Regions from separate parts of the Mus musculus genome. Here regions 1, 2 and 3 are each linked to region 4. The links are chromatin contacts, called in public promoter capture Hi-C maps. All regions are on one chromosome and are shown on one strand. Each heading gives the region's core, a stretch centred on a gene start, on an enhancer-like site or on the middle of the called end of the contact. The rest is flanking DNA. Distances are from core to core; before and after follow the strand shown.

Region 1 (4,431 bases), core at 181-2,680, 640 kb before region 4:
CCACGGGAGAAGGAACACAGCGTTTGCATACAAAGAAGCCTAGAGCCAGGCATACTTTTGCTTGCTGTAAGTCCCTTCATTACACTGGGCCTATGCCTGCACAAGCCACAGCCCTGCTCCTCTTTGAGCTGAGCACAGCAAGCAGACCACATTTGGGCATCTTCTTTAAAAGGTGGCCTATACTCACCTGTCAGAGTGTGGTTCTTCAGGGGGTGGTGCTATGGAGAAAAGGGTGTGGGGTAAGTTAAGAATACAAGAAGCACTTAGAGACAGATCCAAAGTCAGAAAGAGCTGCCTCTCTTTAACATTCTTGGTCTCAATTTTTCAGTAATCCCTCTGTCTCTCGCTTCCAGGCCTGAACCACTATGTGAAGTCCAGAGCATTCCCTTTACCCACCAACTACAAGGTGTACGATATGCTGTTTCTGAACCCAGCTTTAAATGCTATATAGTTTTGACTACTAAACTCACAAGAACATTAATTTTGGAAAAGAAACAATTCTCATTTCAGGCAATTTTCTTAAAAAAAAAAAAAAAAAAAAAAAAAACGATGGAAGGGCATACAGGATGCCTTAGGAGATAAATGGCCTTCCTGTGCCTCCCCTCAAGTAGCAGGGTGATGCACGGAGCAGGTGCATACAGTGCATGTGGAATGAAGAAACTCACCTGAAACGTCAGGGAGAAAGCGAGGATGCCAGAGATCCAGTAGAAAATAGGTCAAAAGTGAGATGCTGAGCAGGAAGAAGGGCCGGAGGGACGACGAAGACAACAACCTTAGGGAGACAGGCATCTCAGTTGAGGCTCCCAAATCCATCGAAAATCACAGAAAGACCCATGGATGGGGAGATGGCCCTCTAAGCCTCACCCAGTCACTAAGAGACTAAAAAATGGGGCCACCTGGTGCAGGATCACCGCCCCAGACGCTGACAGCCCTCCAAGGGAGGGAGCACCCGGTCCTCCCGCCCCCGCTCTCCCGCGCAGCCCGGCCCCGCCCCCTCCTCCGTGGCCGTTACCAGAAGAGGCCGTTGAGTGTGGCCGCCGTGACCAGGCTGTGCAGCGGCTTCTCCCAAACCAGCAGTCGCTGTGCGGCCGCCAGCACCGCCTCCCAGCCGCGGAGCCGCAGCCACAGGGACGTAGCTAAACGTCCCACTGCCTCGGCTGCGGCCGCCTCCTCCTCCGCGTCGCCAGTGGCCTCACCCATGCCGAGGCTCAGCCCCAGGCCCAGGCCCAGCCCCGAGGTGCCACCCGCGCCGGTGTTACCGCCACCGCTGCTCGCCATCACCGCGCCGCAGCCGCTGCCCGAGCCCGCGAGGAGCCAGGGCTGCGCGGCCGCCGCCGGGGGCGCGTCAGACGGAAGGGGGCGCACGCACGGGCGAGCAAAAAAACCTGCGGTCAAGCGTCACGTGATGAAGCGCGATGCCACGTGACGTGCCCTAACAGCCCGGATGGGACGCCCGCGCGTGCGCGTTGGCCGCTGTCGTGATCCTGCACCCACGAAGGTGTGCTTCCAGGGTGCTGGAGGGGTGATCCGGGGCGGGCGTTGAGGCTGCGAGGCCTGAGGTCTTCTCCCGGTGTTTACAGGGCGGCTGGAGACCTCTTTGTCGCGTGAGGCACTGCCCAGAGGCAGTGAGTGGGCTTTCAGGCCCCCAGGATCTTGACTACAATCTGCTTGGGATCGGGAAGGGCGGTGCCATCCCCATTACTCAACCCTCTTCGCCTCCAGTCCCCTCCCCTCAGCGGATAAACAAACACCAGCGCGTGACTTTAATGACTTCAAAGCAGCTTCACCAACTTCGAAAAGTTGTTTCTTCCTTCTTGGAGCGTCGGCCCTCTCTCTTCCCAAAATCTCTCAGCCGCAAATTGTGTGGAAGGAGTGTTTGGAAATAAAACATCCAGGCGCTGTTTGCTTTGGGGAGACCTGTTTAACATCGTACATTGAGGCTTTATATCTTTTGAGATCATTTAATTGCTGGAGTAACCATACAGAATACAGTATGTATTCGAGTGTTACAGTTTCAAACTTCTAAGGGGCATAAAGATTCAACAGATTCCCTCCCACCTTGTTCACAGTTCTCCCACCTACGGTAAGTTTCTTGTTCATCTTTCCTGGGCATTGCTGATTGAGTGCGTCTTCCCTAAAACCCAGGAAACAACTCGCCGCGTTGCCTTTGTGTTAGGCTCGTTACTATCTGTACCACGACTACAAAGCCTGGTCAGCGCGTTCACCCTTGGTGTGTCGCGGTCCCCTGGGAACCGTATTACAATTGCCCCCGGTGCTCATAGCTCCGGAGACCCGGAGCTCTCAGGTTGGGCAAGGCAGGAGGCACTTCCTGCCGGGCGCGCAGACTCGTCGGTGACACTCACTCCCGCAGCTTATAAACGCCTAGCGAACGCGGCACGGGCTGAGAACACTGCTGGCCCTCGTACCTCCTGGTTCGCCTGGTGAGCGCCGCGCCTGTCGTCGGGCGCCGGGAGGCCCAGTCGCACGCGGAACAGGAAGAGGCGTCCCACGGCCGCCTGCGAGAAGGGAGGAGGCTGCGCGCAGTCGGGCGGTGGCCCTTTCGGGAGAGGTGGGCCAACGGGTGAGCACGGCTCTGGGGTCACTTACGATTCCTTCCCTTTCCCTCCACCTTCGCAGGGTGGCGGCTGACAGTGCGATGGACCTGACTGGGCTCCTGCTGGACGAAGAAGGCGCCTTCTCCCTCACCGGTTTCCAAGACTTCATGGTGAGAGGTCCGCCTGTTCTCTGCCTCTGGGAGTCAGAACTCCCAGGCGTTCTCCTCCAGACCCGAGCGGAATGGGAGCTCTCTTACTTGTTATGCCCTGGAGTGGGCTATTGTTGAGAGCAATGCCACTTGGGCCTGAAGGCAAAGCCTCAGGTTATAAGAGGGGAACTGCTAGTGATTAGACTGGGGTCCCATCTGGTTTCTAGTTGTCTAGTCTTCTATTGGGAGCCCTCAGTGATGTCAGAAGCGGGCTTATTGTCTTTCTCCCACTGTGGACAAGACTAGGCTGCCATTAACAAATGATCTTGGGAACTCTGGGCTGGGTAGAGTATAGGCCCGGGTCAGTACCCAGGATTTCCACCAAACCTTCCCTGCCCTTCACCCTCCACTACTCCTGGCCCTGTTTCAGGTCCTTCCAGGACACCAAAAGCTAAGTGCTCGAATCCGAAGGAGACTCTATTATGGCTGGGACTTGGAGACAGACTGCAGCCTGGAGGAGCTCTCCAGCCCTGTGGCAGGTTAGACTGGTGATGGTGGTGGTGGTGGTGGTGGTGGTGGTGGTGGTGTGTGTGTGTGACTGAGCAAGTGGAAACTTGGAGGACTGGGTTGTCATAGTCACCCAAATGCCTGGAGGTTTGCCCTCTGAGCTGCACTGTGTCTCATTATAACTAGCTTGGTTGGTACTTGGTTTGACAATGCAGGCCATGTTTCAAATTCTTTTAGCCCACATGAGTAAAAACAGCTCATAAATTGCAGTCACTTATTTTTAGGGCTTTGTGTATGCTCTGCAGGCATTCTACCACAGAGCTATAGCCCAAGTTCTGCTGCCTCTTGTGATTTATAGGGCAGAAATTTAGTTTTCTAAGTATACATGTTACATGTTTCTCAAGTAAATAAGGCATACTTCTCAAATAAACATTGGGGAAAGAGAAACATGAGTAACTTAATAGAAAAACAAGTGTTGGGCTGGAGAGATGGCTCAGCAGTTAAGAGCACTGATTGCTCTTTCAGAGGTCCTGAGTTCAAGTCTCAGCAACCACATGTAGTGGGATCGGATGCCCTCCTGTGGTGTGTCTGAAGACAGCTACAGTGTGCTCATATAAATAAAATAAATAAATCTTTAAAAAGAAAAAGAAGCCTTTCTGCTAGAAAAAGTTGAGGACCAACCTTAGAGTGGGCTTTCATCCACTTAGAATTTGGGGGTGAGGTATAGTGGGGAAATCGAGGCCTGAAGGGTTGAGACAGTGTCTTACTGTGTAGATCCCAGAAGCCTGGAACTCACTGTAGAGGTCTGGATGGCCTCCACCTTGTAGTAATCCCCCTGCCTTATGTCTTGAGTTTTGGGATTACAGGTGTGTTTCATCATGCCTTCCCTCCTGTCTTAGCAGAATTTGATTTCTAGTTTTTTTTGACAGTCCTGTCCTCAGGGCCTCACACCTAGGTCTTCCCTGACAGTAGTGGGGACTACAGTATGTGTTGCAGTTGCTTATTCTGCTCCTCTATCTCCTTGCAGACATTACTGTGGAACTTCTTCAGAAGGCAGCACCCAGTCCTATTCGCCGACTCCAGAAAAAATATGTAGCCCATGTGTCCCGGTGAGCCTGGGATCAAGGGGATAGAATGAGACTGGGCTTGTGGGATGTTATTGTCTCTAAGAGAAAGTGTGATGAGAATCTTGAGAGTCTGAAGAACTGAAGGACTCTTGG
Region 2 (4,582 bases), core at 1,480-3,979, 690 kb before region 4:
ACACTAAGGACACTAGACAAGGTATGGACCTTTATTAACTCAAGGTAAATCCATGTCCACCTCCTCCTACCCAGAACTACACTTTTTTTTTTTTTTTTGAGACAGGGTTTCTCTGTGTAGCCCTGGCTGTCCTGGAACTCATTGTAGACAAGGCTGGCCTTGAACTCAGAAAACCGCCTGCCTCTGCCTCCCAAGTGCTGGGATTAAAGGTGTGTGCCACCATGCCCAGTTTACACTTCTTTTTTTGTTGTTTTTGTTTTGTTTTTTCGAGACAGGGTTTCTCTGTGTAGCCCTGGCTGTCCTGGAACTCACTTTGTAGACCAGGCTGGCCTCGAACTCAGAAATCTGCCTGCCTCTGCCTCCCAAGTGCTGGGATTAAAGGTGTGCGTCACCACCACCTGGCCAGAATTACACTTCTGCTTCTACCATCTAACCTCATCTGCTGGCCTTTTACCTGTTCCTGGTGGTTCTGGAAGATCTGGTCACAGGCTGAACAAAATAATTTCTCTGAAATTTCCAGAGAATATGGAGATACTTTTCCCCCCGAGCTTGTGTTCTCTCCTGAAAGGAAGACAAGGGTAGTTGGAAGTAGAAAGGGATTATATCCAAACCACAGTGAACCTACAGTACCCAGGACTATACTGAATACCTGATAATACAGAAGAAAAAGATGGCATGACCTTGCCTTCCAAGAATTTACACTCTGGCAATCATGAAATAAACGATACAGTGACTATTCCGTACAATAAATACACTTGGAAAGACACGTGTAAACGTTAATATTACAGTTGAGTTATCAACGTGGGCTGTTTAGGGAAATCTTGTAGAAAACAAATGGCACTAGGTTCAGTCTTCTTTCTGATGTAGGGTCTTTATGATCTCCTACATCCTAAGCATGTCCTGTACCACTGAACTGCATCCGGCCCGCAGCTCCTTTTTCAGTCTATTGAGTGCTACCCAACACATCTGAGGAACCTTCTAACAAGGGTAAATTATCAAAACTGAGCCATCAATCAGGAAAATAATTCCTGAATCCATGTCTTCCAAATCCTCAGATACACAGTTAAGGCTAACTCTAGAAGTACTTCTATCCCTTTACATCAAACTTAACTGAAGCTGGACGTGGTGATGCAGCTCGGCAGAGGCAGACAGATGTCTTATGAGTTAGAGGTCAGCCTGGTCTACATAGTGAGTTCCAGGCCAACCAAGGCTACGCAGTAAGACCCTATCTCAAAAACAAAACAAAACACAACATCCCCACTGATATGGTTAATGGGCAACCCCTTGCTCTTAAAAGTGAACTTGTGGGTGTACATAGCGGTCTCTCTGAGTTTAAGCAAGCACACACCCAGGAAAACAAGTCCAGGAATGGTCTTTATCACATCTTGATACCTAACCAAAACCTAGGAAAGGTGTACATCACAGTGTCTGAAAGGTCCCTTTAGCCCCCTTCCTAGTAAGCCCTAAAATACTTCTGCCGCACTGGGGATGGAATCCAGACCTGTACACTGTACAGTCTAGGTTTTTCTTAAAGTCCCACGTCTCCTTCTTGCCTCAGATTCCTAAGTGCTAGGGTTACAGGTGGGTATTAACAACTCCCAGATTAAATTTATTTTTAACCATATAAAACCAGTTCCTAAATGGATGTTCACATCTTATAACTCCCAGTTGCAGTGGACAACCTAAAAAAGTGCAAGAAAACACAGCCGAAGACAAACTAGTGTAGAAAATCAGTAAATTATTCTATATTTAGCAAAAGGGAATATATCTGACTGGAGTCTACTTCGATTTGAAATAGACCTAGGAAAGGTGTTTTAAAAGCAGTGGTATTAATGTAACGAGATATAAACAATAGCTAGAAACCTTTATGGTGACAATTTATGGGCCAGCCCTGTATAAACAACCCAAGGCTGAAATATATTGAGGAAAGAAAAAGCCGACCAACATAAAGTCAGTGTGGATTCCTAAATTGGGAAATCACGATGTAAGTCTTCCGTGTTAATAGACTTCACGGAACCCTGTGACGTTCCTCATAGGTCCACCCCAAAGCAACCCGGATACCTGGACAGGAAGTACGCGGCGCCCAGGCCAGAGCCTCCCCAGGAGCTTGGCTCACCAGGCTCAGGCCCCGAATGAGTGGAGCTTCCCCGTTGAGGGACAACAGGGAAACGGAGGCAGGGGCTGAGGCTGCACTTGGAGCTGGCGACGTGGCTGAAGAAGAAACGGAGGGCAGAAACAACTCTCCAGAACGAGATCCTACTGCCGCATCGCCAGCCGGTTTGGCCATCCCCACGCAGAAATGCCCTTCAGCCTTTACCCGCTCCCACAAATCAGTTCTGCGGTAAATACGTGAGGATCTTCAGGAGTGAAATGGAGAGCACCAAGACCCAATTCGAGTCCAGGAGTTACCAGTCAGAGTCTACCCAACGGAACTACTAGCACCGACACCAAGCCTCGTCACTCGACCCTCCCTCAGAAGCCTCCCCTAATGTCCCGAGAGCCGAGCCACACGCAAGACCACGTTCGAAAACTGGATTTCTGCAACACCACAACAATTCGGCGGCTACGGAGAGGCGAAGGGGACACACTGCCGCGCCCGTAGCCCAGCCCCTCATCACGTAGAGCACACTATTGGTCTTCTGCTCTCCAAGACCCGCCTTCAGCCTTCCGTCCTGCCCCCTGGGCTAAGAATTGGCCACCATGTCTCCACCCACTTTTTTCATTGGCCAGACTGGCTGCGGGTGACAGTGAATGACAGACGGAGGGCCTAGAGCTCCGGGTCTGGCAGAGCCCAGCAGAACAGACCCGGCTTCTGGAATCCCCTGGATCCCGGTTCCTGCGGTGACACGCGAGGCTGGTAACTGGAATCTCCAGACCCAGGCCCAAGCTGGCCAGGGATGCCCACTGAGCCCCAAGTGAGCTTGTAATGCGTAACGGGGGCAGGGGAGCGGCGGGCGGGCCGGGGGCGCGCAGCTAGAATGTTTTGATAGAGGGCGCGCGCGGCCAGGGGAGCGCGCGTGCGCCGGGGCCGCGCGCCGGGTTGTCCGCTGTTGGGAGCCTAGCCCCCGGCCTGGGGCCGGGCGACCCTGGGGCGCCCTGTGCTCAGGTCTAGGTGGCTGGGATTGGGGAGGCATCCCAGCCCACCAGGGATTTCAGCTGTAGATCTGGCTCGACCCCTCCACCATCCACAGACACCCCTGGGCACAGGCCCTTCCTGGGGAGATCCATGGGCCCTGGGTCTACACTGACCAGGTGAGTGTGTTTCCAGAGGCACACACCTCTTATTATTAACCAAGGGACTCCCTCTGGGACCAGGTCGGACCAAGATCCACCATCCCCAGAGTCTTTACTGATTGGGAGTATACCATACCACCTTGACCCCACCTGGCACTAGGCACCCAGGGAACCCACTTATTCAAGCGGGATCCGGAGTCTACATGGACTGGAAAATTCTGATCCAAAAGCCATGCCTGCCTACGTCTCTGATGCTAGGGAAGCAGAAGGGATTGTCCAGAAAAATCTTGAGAAGACTCCCATTCGGGGTTTTCTGGACCCCGAAAAGCATGTCTGATTTCTAAAGTTGAGGTAGACCAGAGGTAAAACAGTCCCAAAGGGCTGTTTGGATTCGGACCTGTACTGACTCACTCTGCACTGGGTCAGAGAGTTTAGTTACTCCCTGGTATCCTCAAAGTAGATGAATGGTTCTACATAGAACAACAGGGGACATCTGACACAACTGGCAAAGTGTCTCTTCCCCATCTCTCTGCCCTCCTTAGTGGGGGCTTGGACCGGTGGGAGGGTTGGATTTTTTTCTGTCCCAACTCTCCATTCTTTGAAGCCTGACACCTTTTCCTCCAGCAGCTGTCCAACCAGGGCACCCAGGACTGACGTGTAGCAGAAACTGTCCATGGAGCTGGTAGGACCATGTGCTTATCTTAAACCTTTGTTTACAAAAACATGCTTTCAAACTGTTAGTCTCTAGAGAGACCAGGGTTTCCAGGAGGGGCAGGGGAGGAAACTTTCTCTTCATTGGACAGAAAATGAAACAACTCACCCCATACCAGAGGGGCAGATTCTGGCATAGTAGCTAAGCCAGCAAAAGGTTCTGGGATTCAGGACCAGGGTGAAGGCCCCCTTAAGTCCCAAGCTTAGCTGTGCTTCTTGGGCTATATTATCCCTGTACTGCTTCTGAGTCAAGGATGCTAGTGGGAAAAAACAAATCCCTTTCTCATTCCCTCTGGCCTGGTGGGCAGGACAGCAAGGAGACAGTGCCTGGATCTGATCCGGGTTCTCTTCACTGGCAGGTTAACAAGGTGGACAGGGGGCTGTGGTGATGGCACAGTTTGACACTGAATACCAGCGCCTAGAGGCCTCCTATAGCGATTCGCCCCCCGGGGAAGAGGACCTGTTGGTGCATGTGGCCGAGGGGAGCAAATGTGAGTTTTGGGACATGACAGCTAGAGCAGGGGCATGGGCGGAAGTTGCTGGAGGAACCCTGAGTGAGCAGGGCAAGCGGAGGGGGGAGGCTGGGGGGGGAGAATAGCCACTTCAGGGAGCTGACATCTCTGCTCCTGTGTCCACA
Region 3 (4,238 bases), core at 1,604-4,103, 730 kb before region 4:
AAGAAGAGACCTGGTCATTCCTCCCTTTAGGAAAGTTATCGCCCCTCTTGGGCTAGGACGAGTGTCAGAAAATGAAACTTGGGAGACGGCAGGGTATCCAGGGGGGCATGGTTTCAGCAGCTGGCTCATCTCTATGACAGACATGCTCATAGCACCCACTCTGAGCCACTGAGAGAATTTAAAGGAGATAACTCACCAACCTGCCTAGCACGGTGTCTGCCTAACACATAAGGCAATAAACATAAGCTAGGGGCTGAGGGAGAGCTTAGTAGCAGAGACCCTGTCTAACAGGAACAAGACCCTGGGCTCAACACTCAGCTCCACAGAAACAAGTAAATAAATGTCAGCTAATTATACCATATTCTTATTAATAGGCTTATCCTAACCAAGCCACTTCCACAGAGACTAGCTAGGACCACAACAAGAGCATGCGCCACCCTTCCCTGGTACAGCAGTTCTCCTTTGGAATCCTCTTCTCGGTGTGTAACCTGCCTCTGCACATACCTGACTCCTGTCGGTCTTCCCTAACCAGAATACGATAGACCACGGGACGAGGACGGGGCCTGCTTGCCCTCCACTGTCTCCCTAGTACCCGGAAATACCTGGCACAGTAATTTTAGGAGATATTTTCTGGGATCATTTGTGGGGTTTGGTTTTGGTGTTTTGAGACAGGGTCTCATCCTGTATCCAGGCTGTCTTCAACCTCTCTGCAATCACCTTACCTCAGCCTCCTCAGTGCTGAGGTGACAAGTGTGAACCACCACCCACATCATCTCAGAAATACATTTTAAAAGATACTGTTAGCCGGGCGTGGTGGCGCACGCCTTTAATCCCAGCACTTGGGAGACAGAGGCAGGCAGATTTCTGAGTTCGAGGCCAACCTGGTCTACAAAGTGAGCTCCAGGATAGCCAGGACTATACGGAGAAACCCTGTCTCAAAAAAAAAAAAAAAAGATACTATTCATGTAGCCCAGGATGGTCATGAGTTTGATATGTGGCCAAGGAAGACCTTGAACTTTCGATCCTCCTGCCTCCATCTTGTGTCGCTAGGATTACAGGCATGCGCCACCACGCCAAGTTTATGCGGGGCTAGGGATCATACATAGGGCCTTGTGTATGTTACCAAAGCACTCTACTGACAAAGTTACAGCCTCAACTAGTGGTTGTTGTTTTGAAGTTTGTTTACTTATTGAAACAGGACCTTTGACCTTAAAATCCTCCTGCATTACCTTACCTCCTGAGTGCTGGAATTATAGCCATGTCTAGTCAGACTGTTTTCTAAATGAATGAATAAATGAATGAGTGAATGACCTGGGTCTGGAATCATGGCTTGACAGTAGAAAACTTGCTTTAGCATGTGCAATGCCCTAGGCATACTCAAGCACAGAGGAAAAAAAAAAATCACCCATCAGACCTGGATTCATATTCTGGCTCAAGAAATGGGCAAATTATTTCATCTCTCTCAGCCTCAGTTTACTAGCCTACAAAATGGGGGTGATAAGCTGGCCTGGCAGGAAAGCTATGACCTTCCCCGATCAGGACCCAAATTGCTCTTCAGACCCTGCTAGACAGACATAACATGGAGGCGATTAAACACTATCTAAAATAAAATCATGGAGGAGACGGGATGGAGGCGTGGCTTTAGGAAGGAGTACCAAGAATGAATGGAAGCAGGGGGACATGCCGGTCCCTGCAGGACCCCAAGCCTTACTGTCAGATAGTACTTCATAGGCCTCTGCCACCTCCTTAAATTTTTTTTCAGCAAATTCTTTATTATCCGGGTTCTTGTCTGGGTGCCACTGCAGAGCCTTCTTTCGGTACCTGCAGGAAGTGAGTGCAGAGGGAGGGTCAGGAGACTGATGTAGGCTTTGCCCACCGACTACCCTTTTTGCTTAGTCCAACACCCTTTCACTGCCCCGATCCCAGAATACCTCACGACTGCAGCCTGTATTCAGGGGTTTCTCTCCCTGTGGTGTGCCAGGGATATGAGTAAAAAGGAAAGTCCCTGCCATAAGCCCTTTCTTGGGGTTCTTTTGATAGAGCTATCTATAGCCACAGGGAGAGTGGAGACACTGTCCTGTCTCATAGCCTGGGCATTTTAGCACTGCAACCTGGGCAAGCCCACATGTAGGAGCTGGAGGAGAGGGGAGCTGGGTGTATAGAGGACGCTAAAGAAGGTCAGCTCTTCTTCCCTGGCTGGACTTGGTCTTCGTACTTTCCCAAGGGTCTCCTTCCTCCCTTCAGCCAGACCTCTAAAGGGCCCCTGGCACTCAGGGGGGCGGGGAACAAGGGTCAGAGCCTTTCTGTAACACAGCCGAGGCACTTACGCCTTCTTGATGTCATCAGGGGACGCACTCCGCGGTACGTCTAGAATCTCGTAGTAGGATGCCATGGCAACTCAGCGTCAGACGTCCCTCCTCCAGGCTGCGGGAGAGAAGGGGTCAGGCCGACAGAGGCACCGCAGCTCCGTGCGGCCGCAACCCCGGGCAGGCAGGCGACACTTCGAGGTGGAATCGGGCCGGGGAGCCACGCCTGCGGCCAGTGACTAGGCTCCTTCGCAGCCTTTATCTGGTCCCGCAGGCCGGTGCCCAGGGCTATCTCACGGCAGGAGTGGGGAGCCCTACCCGAACCCCCTAAGTCTAGTAACCCGATCTGAACCCCCAACCTGACCCAGCTGGGACCGCACCTCCTCTGCCGGGAGTCCCGCCCCTGCCCCCCGCAGGGGAACCGCCTAGCACCCGCTGCCCGGCTCGCGGCCACTGCGTACGACACGCCAGGCTGGGTTGTGTGCGCAAGCATGCGTCAGCGCCCTGGAAACTACTAGAGACTCAGAGGGCCGGCTCGGCCGGTCACACGAGGGGGCGGGGGCGGGGGGGGCGGGGGCGCTGCAGGGGCTGCTGGGAGATGAGGGCGGAGCCGTTTATTTTAGTTTTTCACCCAGGCGACGTCATTCCCAGGTGGGACTTAGGAGGCTGAAGTCGGCTATATCTTTCCAGCTATGACGCAGTCTCTCAAACACAGGCAGAGGGGCGGTCCGCAAGCTAGGTGCGGGTCCCCTGTCCTGTCGCTGGCCTCTAAAAGTGCTTCACGATCCCTGAGTACTTCCCCCAGGCCATCACCTCCAAGACTCACCGAGTCTCCTCTGGGCCTAACCCTTCTTCATAGCTTAGCTCCAGTGCTAAGTCTTCAAAAGAGGCTGCCCTGGCTCCCCTGAGTAGGTCAGACCTGCTTTTTATAGAGTCTCGTGGCATTTTCTTCTCCACACTGTCAGAGCCACAAATTAACATTTATTTGATGATCATCTATCTCCCCCAGTAGAATGTAAATTATACAAGGTAAGAATTGTGTCCTCCTTCGTTCGTCATCCCCTTAGTCTTTAGTCAGAATTGAAACGTATCAGTTGGACAGCCGAATAACACTTGGAAGACTTTTAACATTTTTGACCTAGAAAGGGTGAGGTAGAAGAGCCTAGTATGAGGAAATTAGTAGACTCAACGTTTCTCTTCCACAGCTGATCGTAAGTAGATCTATTTAGCCTCAGAATGATTTCTGGATTCAGATCTCAGGAAAAGGGAACCTTCCAGAAGTGGGTCTTGTTTTATTCCATCTGGCCAATTCCTAGACATTAGTGTACTGTTTTCTTAGTAGATGCTGCCAGAAGGTACTAAGAATGTAAAGCTATGGGGATAGCTTAGGGGTAGAGTGCTTGCCCAGCAGCCGCCAGACCTTACTTAGCCTCAATTCCCAGCACTGGGGGAGGGATAAAAAATGGCATGGGATGTCACACACACACACACACACACACACACACACACACACACACAGCCTATCAGCAGAACCCACTGGGAAACTCAGAACTCTGAGAGCAGGGAGACCTGGCCTTGCAACCGGATGCTGCTGTGTGACTTGGGAACATCCAAGGCCTGTTTTCCCCCTTAAGTATAGGTAACACCTAGAGTTGTTAGAAGTCAAATGAAGCATGGTTTATGGAAGCTGTTATTAGCATAATGCTTTCTGGTGTCACACATGACCCAAGCAGGAATGGTTGTATGAGTCCAGTCAGTGTTTCAGGACAGGTGACCTGGGGACATCTCATCAAAGCAACAGCTTGAGCACCAACCAAGGGAAGGCTGCCGTCATTTTGTCCCCTTTTCCTGTCTCCCCACCTTCTGAACTCCTGCCTACATCTAGAGACTTCCTACCTACACTTGGGGAATTTTGGTTGTTTCAGCCTTAAT
Region 4 (4,593 bases), core at 43-2,542:
TCACCAAATACTTGCCCCTGACTTACAGAGTACAGACAACCCACAAGTAAAAGTAAAATAAAATATAAAAGTCTAGTAATTAAACCGTGGGATCGGTGCTCTATATGAGAAAATGTTGGGGTTACAAGCTACTATGAATATGGTCGGAAAAAGTCACTCTGAGGTAAACTTGTGTGTATGTATGGAGGCAGAGTCCTAAGAAAGACATTCCAGGTAGAGAATATGTAACAGAAAAGTTCATATACTTCTTGGTCGGAGCTTAGGGAGCAAGTGACAAAAACCAAGCCCATAAACGTGACTAAGGACCACATCATACAGGGCTTGTAGGCCAGGGAAGGAGTCTACTTTCTCTAAATTTAACCGAAAGCCATAGTACGACTCTAGGGAGGTATAATACATGATTTGCTTTTCTTGTTAAAAGATAAAACGCGAGGCGTGAGGAAGTCTTTCCTCATGCAAAAAGCAAGTGGCTTGAGCTAGAAGCCCATTTCCGAACCACTGAGATGTGCCTAGGCGAGGAAGTCTAGGATCACGGGACCAGAGCGAATGGCCGTGGCAGTATCCTCATCCCCGCCGACGCCCAGCATTCACAACCCGCGTCCAGATAAACTGACGCCAGGCGCAAAGGAATCAATGAATGGCCTGCTGGGGCAGCGCGGGGCGCGGGACCAGGCCTTGGCGCTGGCAAACAACGCGAGAGGCCGCGCGCCAGGCCAGGAGAGGGGGCGGGAGGGGATGAGAGGGAACAGCGGGGGTCCGGCTCCGCCACGGTCGGCGTGTGGAGACCCCCAGACCTTGCGACTAGGGGCAGGAGCAGCTGGACTCAGGGCCCGGATCTGGGAGCTAGAAAACAGGCTGAGACGGACATCCGAGCGGGAGCAACCACTCACCGCTGCCGTTGCCAGGCTGTGCATGTTTGGAGCGGCCGCCGCACTCCTCCTCCCGCCGGACGCACCGGACCCGCGTCCCAGCTTCAGCGGCTCTGATGCCCAAGATGAAGTGCCGCCATCCGCCTCCGCCTCGCTCCGCCCCCTTCGCGGGCCTTTGACCTCTCACCTCTGACCCTCCGCCCACCCAGCCCTTTCCCGCCTCCCGGACCTCGGCCTAGCAAATAATCTCAAAGTATGTTCTTTGAACCTTCAGATTCGGGATCAAAATGACGTCTGCAAACTACTGGCCCTCGTATCCCCACAGCATCGCAGGTAAATCCTTTGAGAGACGTGAACTCTGACTTTCTCCCGAAGGCCAGACAAGGGCGGGAAAAGGCCAGCAGGCTTGGAAGGACACGAATTGCGCATGCTCAAGCGGTTGCGCGTGAGGAAAATGGTAGGAGGGCCAAAGTTGGTAAAGTGGACGGTGCGCATGTGTATTACAGTGTCGTCACGGCGGGGGCGGGGCCGCCCGGGTTAGGGGCTGGGCATGGTGAGGGGCAGAGCGAATGCTTGAGGGGCGGGACTTGCGCGCTTACGCGCACGCGCCTGGACTGGTTGCGTCGAGAGTGCGTGCGTCCGTACGTGTTTGCGTGTAGTCATAGTTCCCGCCATCAGCGGGTTTAGGTGTGCTAGGAGAGAGACCGGCCTCGCTCTCTGGGGCTAGTAGAGCCCCTTCCTTCCGAGCCTTTCGGCTCCACCCCCTCCGCGGGAACTTTGTGCTTCCGGCAAGCTTGTCCGGAGCTGGGACCCTCTAGCGCAGGTAAGACGAGCCGGGACAGCTTCTGAATTGAGCCGTTTTCCCCGGCACCCCCACCCCACCCCTGCGGTCCGCCCACTCGGCGTCCACTTCAGAGTTCTCCCGGCTGCTGCTTAGCCCGCCCCGGGTCCTTGGATACCCAATGCCTTACAGGTGCCCCGTTCGAGTGTTGCCCCCTTTACTTCTCCTTTAACGCGTCCGTGTTGTCACTTGCTTTCTGCATTCTAAATCTGGCCTCTCTTCACCAAGGTTCAGGTGGTCTCAGCGTACCTCCCTGCAAGGCCTGCTGTCTTTACAGGTGACTTTGTTGCCACATATCCATTAAAACCTTGACTGCGATATTCACACGCCCGCTTGACCATTCTTTACTTTCCTACTCCTCTTAGACATTACTCGCTGAAAGGGAGTGTAATTTTTGTCGTGCCTTTGGTTGCTACCCATATCTAGCCAGGACACTGACGGTGTCTATTGAACCAATTTTAAATCAAAATCTGGAGAAAAATAAAAAGGTAATAAAGTTCCGTGTCGTTGGAGAGTTGTACTGTAGTGTTTTTCAGATATTCCTTTGGCGAGTTAACAGTACCTGATGAGTCTATAGTTGAAAGAACTAATCTAAGAGGGAATGTTAAGGGGGCATTTTGGTTTATTGTGTTAAGTATTAGAGGAGGCTTCTGGGCCAGACAGATAGGCTCTAGTGTGTTTGTATGATGTTTGTCATTTGTCATGTTAATATTTGGGTGAATATTCAAAAGAATAGTGTTGCATACTGGCAAAAGGAAAAGGAGGGACTGAAGACCCAAGGACAGATGTAATCAGTTGGTAAGAAATTTTGTCAGGGTAAATGATTTGGTTTTGGACTGGGGTTCTCCCCTGTTGTACTTCCATTTCTCTCTAAGCTTTAAATTCTGCTATATGTTGATAACTTGAGATTTTCTTATTTTCAGCTCCATATTCAAATAGCCAACTGTCTGCTTAACATCTCAGCTTGATTTTTTCTCCCCTTAGGAATTTCAAATATGATACCTTTAAAAACTGGAGTCAATCTGTCTCTTGTACCCAAATTCTCTCCTTTCCAGTGTCCACTACACCACAAGCGGCATGCATGTCCATTTTGATGACACATAGCCATTTGTTCAGTGACACTGGGTAGAAGCTTGAGAAGCAGTCTTGATTTCTTCATCCTATGTGTTCATATCCTTTCCAAGTTCTGTTTTACTTCTAATATATGTTTTGCATTTATTTCTGACCTTCTTCACTTTGACTTTTCTAATTCAAACCACAGTTCTTTTTCATAGGGACTTGATCTCCCTTATTCCTATTCTCACCTGTAGAATAGGAGTAAGAGTTCTTAGCTTACCTGGGTAATGGGAGGCAGGGGCAGATGGATCTCCGAGTTCAAGACCAGCTTGGACTACAGAGTGAGTTCCAGGATAGCTGGGGTTGGGGGGGTGGCGGTACACAGAAAAACCCGTCTCTAAAAACAAATAAACAAAAGTTCTCACCTTAGTGGATTATTATGAGTGCTATAAACTCCCTAAAGTATTGACACTCAGAATCTGTCAAGTAAGAATTATTATTGTAATTATGAGTTAAAAACACTACTTTCTTATCTGATCTCCCTGGGTTTTGTTTTGTTTTGTTTTTCTTGTTTTCTCTTCTTCCCAAACTCAACACTATCCATTCATTCAAATAACGTATACTTTCTTTGCTTGAAACCCTTCAGTGGCTTTCTCATTGCCAAGGTGCTCATTACTTTAAGATAAAATGTAAAATAATGTTCTGGGGATACAGTTCAGTTGCTGGATGCTTCCCTAGCATGCATGAATCCCTAGGGATTTTTTTCTTTGTTTATTTTTTTATTTATTTATTTTTTTTTTTTGAGACAGGGTTTCTCTGTGTAGCCCTGGCTGTCCTGGAACTCACTTTGTAGACCAGGCTGTCCTTGAACTCAGCAATCTCTGCTTGACTCTGCTTCCCAAGTGCTAGGATCAAAGGCGTGAGCAGTGCGCCACCACCGCCAGGCAAATCCCTAGTTTTGTGCTCCAGCACTACATAAAGCCAACAGAGACAGGAGGAGCAGACATTCAAATCCTCAGATATACCAGCCTTGGCTATAAGTCTGTCTGTCTGTCTGTCTGTCTGTCTCTCTCTCTCTTTTTGGTTTTTTGAGACAGGGTTTCTCTGTATAGTCTTGGCTGTCCTGGAACTCACTTTGTAGACCAGGCTGGCCTTGAACTCAGAAATCCACCTGTCTCTGCCCCCCCCCCCCTCTCTCTCTTTTAAGGAAAACATTTCAGAATCACAAGATTCTATATAACCTGGTTCTTTCCTACTTCTTTTTTTTGTTTTGTTTTGTTTTGTTTTTTTGTTTGTTTGTTTTTTTCGCGACAGGGTTTCTCTGTGTAGCCCTGGCTGTCCTGGAACTCACTCTGTAGACCAGGCTGGCCTTGAACTCAGAAATCCGCCTGCCTCTGCCTCCCAAGTGCTGGGATTAAAGGCATGTGCCACCACGCCCGGCTCTTTCCTACTTCTTTAGCTTCACCTTCTGACCTTTCCCTTTCTTTTAATTAACCTCCAGCCACACTAATTTATGTAGACATACAATGTTTCTGGTTTAGGCTTTTGCATATACACTACTCTGTTTATCTGGCTTGTTCCAGCACTAGTGCTGCCATCCTTCAATTAACTTATGCCTTAATTTTCAGTCTAAGTAATGCTTTCTCAGAGAAGCCTTGTTGATTTTTTTTTTCCTTTACTCTCAACCCCCAAGTTGGATAAAAGCTACTTTAGGCAGAACCCTCTCCTGCAAATACAACTGACCTCTCTCTCTCTCTCTCTCTCTCTCTCTCTCTCACACACACACACACACACACGTATATACTAGGTAAAAAAAAGTAAACATAA

What was found. Promoter capture Hi-C pulls out the DNA fragments that hold promoters and counts their contacts. Capture Hi-C pulls out chosen DNA fragments and counts their contacts.
Region 1: a promoter capture Hi-C map of adipose tissue shows a contact between it and region 4, with 2.5 times the contacts expected there. The contact joins the promoter of Cnppd1 here to the promoter of Cnot9 in region 4. A contact is called at or near these places in 11 of 39 promoter capture datasets (the 3T3-L1 cell line, the C10 cell line, cranial neural crest and 6 more), 3 of 115 datasets of contacts at active chromatin or transcription factors (bone marrow-derived macrophages, cardiomyocytes and memory CD8 T cells) and 2 of 9 other capture datasets (adipose tissue and liver).
Region 2: a promoter capture Hi-C map of pre-B cells shows a contact between it and region 4. The contact joins the promoter of Atg9a here to the promoter of Cnot9 in region 4. A contact is called at or near these places in 7 of 39 promoter capture datasets (the C10 cell line, cranial neural crest, hematopoietic stem and progenitor cells and 4 more), 1 of 484 Hi-C or Micro-C datasets (CD4 T cells), 3 of 115 datasets of contacts at active chromatin or transcription factors (astrocytes, effector CD8 T cells and memory CD8 T cells) and 1 of 9 other capture datasets (liver).
Region 3: a contact with region 4 is called in a promoter capture Hi-C map of liver, with 2.4 times the contacts expected there. The contact joins the promoter of Dnajb2 here to the promoter of Cnot9 in region 4. A contact is called at or near these places in 1 of 39 promoter capture datasets (pre-B cells), 1 of 484 Hi-C or Micro-C datasets (muscle stem cells), 1 of 115 datasets of contacts at active chromatin or transcription factors (memory CD8 T cells) and 2 of 9 other capture datasets (adipose tissue and liver).

Annotation. Positions count from the first base shown.
Region 1 is chr1:75,139,710-75,144,140 of GRCm38.p6, reverse strand. It overlaps Cnppd1 (cyclin Pas1/PHO80 domain containing 1), which reads left to right and starts at 1,430. Exons shown (of 10, transcript NM_026977.3): 1 at 1,430-1,498; 2 at 1,581-2,083; 3 at 2,638-2,725; 4 at 3,135-3,243; 5 at 4,239-4,320. The coding sequence starts at 2,657. It overlaps Retreg2 (reticulophagy regulator family member 2), which reads right to left and starts at 1,355. Exons shown (of 9, transcript NM_170755.2): 1 at 1,013-1,355; 2 at 666-772; 3 at 188-218. The coding sequence starts at 1,278.
Region 2 is chr1:75,190,157-75,194,738 of GRCm38.p6, reverse strand. It overlaps Atg9a (autophagy related 9A), which reads left to right and starts at 2,729. Exons shown (of 16, transcript NM_001288612.1): 1 at 2,729-2,915; 2 at 3,859-3,916; 3 at 4,305-4,436. The coding sequence starts at 4,334. Ankzf1 (ankyrin repeat and zinc finger domain containing 1) reads right to left here and starts at 2,579. Exons shown (of 13, transcript NM_026187.5): 1 at 2,062-2,579; 2 at 455-561. The coding sequence starts at 2,287.
Region 3 is chr1:75,235,038-75,239,275 of GRCm38.p6, reverse strand. Dnajb2 (DnaJ heat shock protein family (Hsp40) member B2) reads right to left here and starts at 2,853. Exons shown (of 9, transcript NM_001159883.1): 1 at 2,687-2,853; 2 at 2,328-2,424; 3 at 1,712-1,821. The coding sequence starts at 2,392.
Region 4 is chr1:74,502,759-74,507,351 of GRCm38.p6, reverse strand. It overlaps Cnot9 (CCR4-NOT transcription complex, subunit 9), which reads right to left and starts at 1,292. Exons shown (of 8, transcript NM_021383.5): 1 at 891-1,292. The coding sequence starts at 914. Usp37 (ubiquitin specific peptidase 37) reads left to right here and starts at 1,531. Exons shown (of 24, transcript NM_001310662.1): 1 at 1,531-1,692.